Regions from separate parts of the Danio rerio genome. Here region 2 is linked to region 1. Evidence: chromatin contacts called from public Micro-C data. All regions are on one chromosome and are shown on one strand. Each heading gives the region's core, a stretch centred on a gene start, on an enhancer-like site or on the middle of the called end of the contact. The rest is flanking DNA. Distances are from core to core; before and after follow the strand shown. Region 1 holds the start of sipa1l3 (signal-induced proliferation-associated 1 like 3). Region 2 overlaps sipa1l3 (signal-induced proliferation-associated 1 like 3).

What was found. Hi-C and Micro-C count contacts between places; a contact is called where the count stands out from the background.
Region 2: a Micro-C map of caudal fin shows a contact between it and region 1, with 20 times the contacts expected there. The contact joins the enhancer-like site here to the promoter of sipa1l3 in region 1. A contact is called at or near these places in 3 of 18 Hi-C or Micro-C datasets (caudal fin, hematopoietic stem cells and an unstated tissue) and 3 of 4 datasets of contacts at active chromatin or transcription factors (caudal fin, embryo and gastrula embryo).

The regions. Positions count from the first base shown.
Region 1 is chr18:39,936,858-39,940,311 of GRCz12tu, reverse strand. It overlaps sipa1l3 (signal-induced proliferation-associated 1 like 3), which reads right to left and starts at 1,775. Exons shown (of 24, transcript XR_012394071.1): 1 at 1,578-1,775.
Region 2 is chr18:40,109,054-40,112,507 of GRCz12tu, reverse strand. sipa1l3 (signal-induced proliferation-associated 1 like 3) reads right to left here. Exons shown (of 24, transcript XR_012394071.1): 14 at 1,767-1,888. Among named protein-coding and RNA genes, the nearest start is that of qpctla, 32 kb to the left of the region's middle. Within about 2 kb of position 1,682, at least 5 of the 62 cell types and tissues checked have an H3K27ac peak or open chromatin away from gene starts, as enhancers often do. A contact at or near this core is called in caudal fin, where this site is marked.

The DNA.
Region 1 (3,454 bases), core at 526-3,025:
CATAGAGCCCATTTCAGTCCGAATATTCAAAGTCCCATGGTAAACAATATAAGGAGCTGTGGTGAATGAATGTGCGAAGATAAAACAAACTTTACCTCAATTTGCTTGATTACTCATTCATATGTTGGGTAGGCTAAATTGTCCGTAGTGTATGAGTGTGTGTGTGTGAATAAGTGTGTGTGGATGTTTCCCAGAGATGGGTTTCGGCTGGAAGGGCATCCGCTGCGTAAAAATGTGCTGGATAAGTTGGCGGTTCATTCCGCTGTGGCGAACCCCGGATTAATAAAGGGACCAAGCCAAAAAGAAAATGAATGAATGACTCATTCATGTTTATAGAAAGTGGTGAGGATGATACAATAACATCTGACACAACACGCTTTTAAATGTTGCCTGTTTTTTTTTTTTTTTGTAAATAGTATTATTGTATTGAGTTTACATCATATATTTTGCCACCAACAAAGGGATAGCATAGGGAGAATTTATATTTACATGCAGTCTGCTAAACTGTTGTGAAGAACTTACAGATTTACATTTCCTGTCATCTAACATTCATCGTTTTAAAATTTAGATCATGAAAATAAAAATGCAAAGCAAATATAAAATTGTAGTTTAGTTTGAATAGCTAAATAAAAGATGAGTCTTATATCCTCATTTATCACAAAAGCTATAATAATAAACCTTGATGTATCAAGTAGGTTTCAAAACATTTGAAAACATATATTTTGTCTAAATGTTCGATATGCTGTAAACGTTCTGATCATGTCAGGCTTTTTAGGGCTAAGGCAAATGACAGCTATTCGACAACTTTTGTATTATTCTGAGAAATGAAATTCAATATACTATTTCAGAGTGAGTAAATAATGACAGAATATTCCTTTAATTCTGTAACAACACATAAGCCACCTGTTGTTATTAAGATTACGAAGGTAAATTCCAAATGGCCTTCTGCCACAACCAAAAACACATCGTTTAACAATCAAAACAGTGCATGAATCTATTAATTGTGTTAAACGTGAAACACAAAACTCACACCAAACAGCAAATGCATGCCTAAACAAACTGCCAGAGAACAATCATCCAGCAAGATCTACTGGCCAAGAAGCTTTTCCATTGGGTTCTCCAAGGGTTCTGCATGTGCTGAAACTTTACGAGAAAACACTCACCAGCAACCAACATTCATTTTAAGATGCTAAAAGGGACATTAACTTCTGTAAAACAAGCACACCATTGTGTGGAACTTGTAGTCTCACTATTATAGCACGGCCTTTAGTCCAGGTGAGTAAAAACTACATCGTGCTGACGCATGCGCGCTAACTAATCAGGAAGAACTAAAACGTTTATATTCGCTAACGTTTTGTTCAGTTAATGAAAATACAGCACAGAGATCCCAAGCCCAGCACAATAACCACTGTTTGCTGCAGAAAACCCACCGTTGGCCTCTAAATGCTGGTGTATATACTAAACAAACATGACAAATCTGAAAGCTCTCTAAAGGCTACTGAGTTTTACTCGCCACTTCGCATTGTTGATTTAAACCTGATCGTAGAAACTAATTATCCCCGCTAAACGTCTCTTACCTTATCCGACCCGGGAACGCGTGAGAGGGGAAACTTCCCTAAATTCCCCTAAGGAGACATGTGTAGTCCGTAAAACGTTTGAGAAATCCTGTGGATATTGTCGCTTTTCGCCCCAGCGCCGATCGCCAACGAGGAATTCTTCTTGGCTCCCACATTCGTTATTCCTCTTCCTCCCAGCCAACCGAAACCACGACGCCCGGCTGCTACTCGCGCACACACTTGCAGCACACTGCGCATGCGCGGGGCTGCATTCACAAGTGTCTGTCTGTAGTATTGTATGAAAGAGAGCGAATTCCGCAATGTAACGTGGAGTGCGGTGGGTTATGGTTTACAGTTTAATTCACAATATTACGATCAGCACACAGTGCACGTGCACTGCATGCATACAAACAAAATCACTTTAATTTAACATGTCCTCCATTCAACTGCACAGTCTTTCTAGCTTTTTGTTTTGACCGAGCCAAAGTTTGCTTCTAAATTCCTCATATATTCATTGTAAATATGATTTTCCTTACTGACCGGAGAAAAATCCACACTGTGCATGTCGTTTCCAATGCTATGATCCATTTGGTAAACAAGAGGAAGAAGCTAAACGTTATGTTACTATTTTGTACCTCGACTGAATGGGAAAAGCAACATTATTGATAATAACTGGGGTGTGTAAATTCCATTTTGATTGTGCTGTGCAGGACAATGAGGATTTCCACATGGAAATGAATGTGCTTTGATGCCACTGCATGACGTCAGACTGCAGTGTCATGTCTTTTCGCGTATTTCAGCGCATTTTGCCAGCAGCACGTGCTAAATGTGCAACAGAGGCGATTTACGGTTGTAAAGAAAATCCTTTTTTGGTGAGCTCATGTCGTAGTATGACACATATTTAGATGCCATGGCTATCTATAGTGCGTTATACTTAGCAGGCAGATCATGTACATTTTTAATGTAGTGTATAGCACACTCTTGCGGTTCATTTTGTTATTACAACTGACATTATTTACAATATTTTGCTTTATGTTCATCATAAGAAAGTGCATGCATGAAGTCAGTACTTCTTCTTAGAGCACATTTCTCATAATTAATTGTGCTTAAATTAATGTGAATAATCATCTTCAATATTATCAATATTCAATCCTAATTATTAACTATATAAGCAAACAAACCAATTGTGAAAAACTATTTGACAATCTACAATGACAAACAGGATTTCTGCAAACAATTTATATCCAACTCAGACTCAACTTTATTATCCGGTTTAGGGAAACAAATTGCAGCAAGGTGCTATAATACAGGTAAGGTTCCATGTACACATTACCAAAATATTACCACACAAAACATACACTACATCATTTTTTAGAGGCATCTCCCTCCCCGCTGGACTCATTTAATTACCTAATGGCCAACATTATAAAATAATTTCTAATTCTATTTGTTCTCCAAATAGGAACTGTAAAATGACGTGGCAACGGCTGAAACACAGAGTATAGGCTACAATTGGTGATCCAGGGTGCATAAAATACTCTGAGCTCTCTTTAAAGCATAATTACGGTAAATTACCATTAGACCAGATTGGTTAAAACCAATGATCCTGCCTGCCACCTTCACAAGGCTACTCCACCTGTTCTAATTTGATAGACTCAGATTATACCAACCTACAATGCAGAAAGATAAAACAGATTCAATCAATTGTTTATAAAACAGTGTCATTATAGAGGTGCAAACCCGAAACAATCCAAAGTTTCCTTAGAAAAAAAGAGTCGTTCTTGAACTTTTTTATAGACAGCCTGGGTGTTAGGCTGGAATGTCAGCATGTTGTTGAAAACAACCCCAAGATATTTATGTGTGTCAACTATTTCAATGTCCAAACCTTTAATAGTTGT
Region 2 (3,454 bases), core at 433-2,932, 170 kb before region 1:
ATTTAAGTTAATAAATTTTTGTTTATTTAAAATTTATTTATTTCAATTTTATTTATTAATTTAAAAGTTTTTTTTTATTTATTGACACTTATTTTTAGTGTAAAATTCTTACTTATGTTTAAATGCCAAAACTTTTTTTCGGTTATTTTTAAGTCCAAAGAGAATTGGACTATTGTTTGTTTTTTTATTATTGTTTTGTGTCGTATTATTTAGGTTACTGAGCAGCAATAAACAACACTTTAAAATATAAGGAGTTTTCATGTGATTTTCTAAACTAGCTGTGTTTTGAAATTAACGAATGCATAATAATCGTGATAACAGTGATTATTCCTCAGACTTTAATCGCACAACCAAAATCTATAATCGTTGCATCCCTAACCCAAACCCCTTGACAGCACAGTTTGGAATCCTGTCAGAATATATTAAAATTAAATTAATTACAGGCCGATAGTGTAGCCTTTGCAACCTTATGAATTGGAAGTCCGCAGCTCCCCCTTCTTTTCGGCAATGCGTTTCTGATTTCCTACATCCTCTTCAAATGGAAAAGATTCGGTTTGCAATAAAACAAAAGCCAGAACAGTTCCAGAAAGTCTGGAGCCCTTTTCTCATTTTTTTAAGGAGACAGTTGTATCTTAATTGACATTTTTTCTTTCTTTTATTTGTATTATATATTTATTTATTTATTCAATAAAAATTTTTATTTGATTATTTTATTTTTGTTATCTTATGTTTGTATATCTTTGTGTATAAATGTTGTATTTTACCTTTTATTTATACTGTATACTTATTTAGTGTATAATTATGTTTTCCTGATCATTTCTTGTTTGGTAAATTGTAGCAGTGCATATTTCTATATGTATCAATATTATCTACATTTTAATGTCTGACCTAAGCTGAACCGGAAAAAAAAAATGATAAAGAAAGTAAAAATAGAAGTAAAAAGAAAAGTGAGACATCACTGAATTGAAATGTTATTACATAATTAAAAACTGTTCAGATTGGTTTTGTTCACCAGAATTAATCACTAAAAGCTGATCTGACAACTGAAGTCAGCAGTTAGCTAAAGAGATTGCCTCTCTTCTTTGTTTTTAATAATAAGATTGTTGTTGAGTCAGTCATTTTGTTAGTGTCATTTTAGTATTATTTTATGGGTCACACTTTACAATAAGGTTCATTAGTTAATGTTAATTAATGCATTTACTAACATGAACAAACAATGAAAAATACATTTACTACTGTATTTGTTCATGTTAGTTAACATTAGTTAATGAAAATACAGTAGTTCATTGTTAGTTTGTCAACTCATGGTGCATTAACTAATGTTAACAAGCATGGACTTGGATGTTAATAATGCATTAGTAAATGTTCAATTATGATTAATAAATGCTGTACATGCGTTGTTCATGATTAGTTCATGTTCGTAAATGCATTAACTAATGAACCTTATTGTAAAGTGTTACCGCTTTATACTATTATTGTTTCTTCCCCCTTGTTTTCTGTATTGGCTTACATTTTTAGTTTAATATTCTTTTTTTTTTTTTCTATAAAACTATTAAGTTTTAGTTTTCTATAATTTAAAATCAGAAATCAACTTAAAGAAAGGTTTTTAATTTCTCAGTTGTTCCATCTAAAGGCATATTTTCCGAGTTCACCCAGCAGAGGGCAGAGTTCACAAAGTGATAGTGCCATATACAAAAAACAAACCAAACAGTTTTAAAGACTCCATGCCTTTGTAGTTTTGCAGTGTCTTTCTTTTTTTTTTTTACCTGACTTGTTGCGCTCCATTGTGCTTTCTTGACTAGTGAAACCAGAAGATGATTCTCCGCTTGAGACATCAACAGTAATATGTGGGTCAAACGGCTGGAGAGGCCGCTGTACAGACCCAAACCTACACACACACAACAAACACAAACAAGTTAACATTGAATATATTCTGGCTTCCTAAAATCATCTAGCTAAACTTATAAGATATTATATACAGTAGTTAATTAACATCTTTCAAGCTAAATTTTGCAAAAGCAAAATGCCAACAGTAAAACAAACCCATTCCAGCACATTCTGTAGATTAAAAAACCCATCAGGAGCCAGTTTTGAAACAGTGTGACTAGGTTTGCATCATACACACTCCATAATGAGTACTGAGTCTGTTAGAGCCTGAGTGTTCTGTCACTCGTCACCCTGTGTGTCTGAGTGATGTTCAGCTGAATCTGACAGGACTATTAATAGCACTCATTAGCACATCCCGCTGAATCACCACCAGAAAAAGCCCGTGTCAAATACTGACGGACCAACAGTACCCTAACATCTCTCCACAACACTCCAATGCATTTGAAACTGCTTACAAGTCAGGGAAAGTAAAAAAAAACATTAAAATAACGATGAAATATATTTATCAACTACCTTTTTGCTAAAACTAAGAAACACAAGAAAATTAACAAATATTGTTGACAACTAAATGACTAAAATGTACGAAAAAATGGCTCTTTATTCTTGTCAACACAGATTTAGTTATGATTCATTAGATGAGCAGATGAGCACAGCAGCTGTCAACTTTTGGTTGTTTCAAGCCATAGGGCTATTCAATTTATTCAACCTGGGCTCTGAGGCACTTAGTTCTGGTTTTTAAGTAGCCCAATGTGAAAAGATATCACTGGAAAGAATTTAATCAAGTCAGACAATGAGCAGTACAGTTAAGAAGTAATGCGAGTCTGCCAGCCTCTCCTGAAAGACATGAACATAAATTATGAGAAGGTGAATCTAAGTAAAAACAATCTAATTATGAATTAACTGTAAGGTAAATCAATAATGATCCTATTGGTATCAAGGTTTTAATCTAGACTAGACAAAATCCAGACTAAAACACCTAGATGTTTAATTTGAAACTAGACAAAGACTAAAATTAGACTAAAACACATACCTCCGGTTTCACAGACAAGGATTAAGCCTAGTCCTAGACTAAAATGTAAAGTGATTTTTAAATATATCAGTGCCTTTGTTTTGTCCCAAGATACACGCCAGTAATGATTTTTTTTCTAAGCATGTTTATAAAATTACTTGAATGTTCTAATTGAACTTTGGCCTAATCCTGGCTAGTGTAAGCCCTGTCTGTGAAACCGGGCCATAGTTTACTTTGACTAAAATTAGAGCGACTGAAACTAGACCAAGACTAGATTAAACTTGACTAAAATACTTGGTTTACTTTGACTTAAACTAGACTAAGACTTAAACTAGGCTAAATACTTGGTTTACTTTGGTTTAAACTAGACTAAGACCTTAACTAGGCTAAAATACTTGAGGTTTACTTTGACTAAGACTAGACTTAAATGCAGAGACCTTTAGTTGCCCAAGATGTAATCTAGATTAAAATACTTGAGGTTTACTCTGACTAAAACTAGACTAAAATGCAGACTTTTAGTAGCTGAACACTGTAGTTTTAAGTCAAAGTAAACCAAGT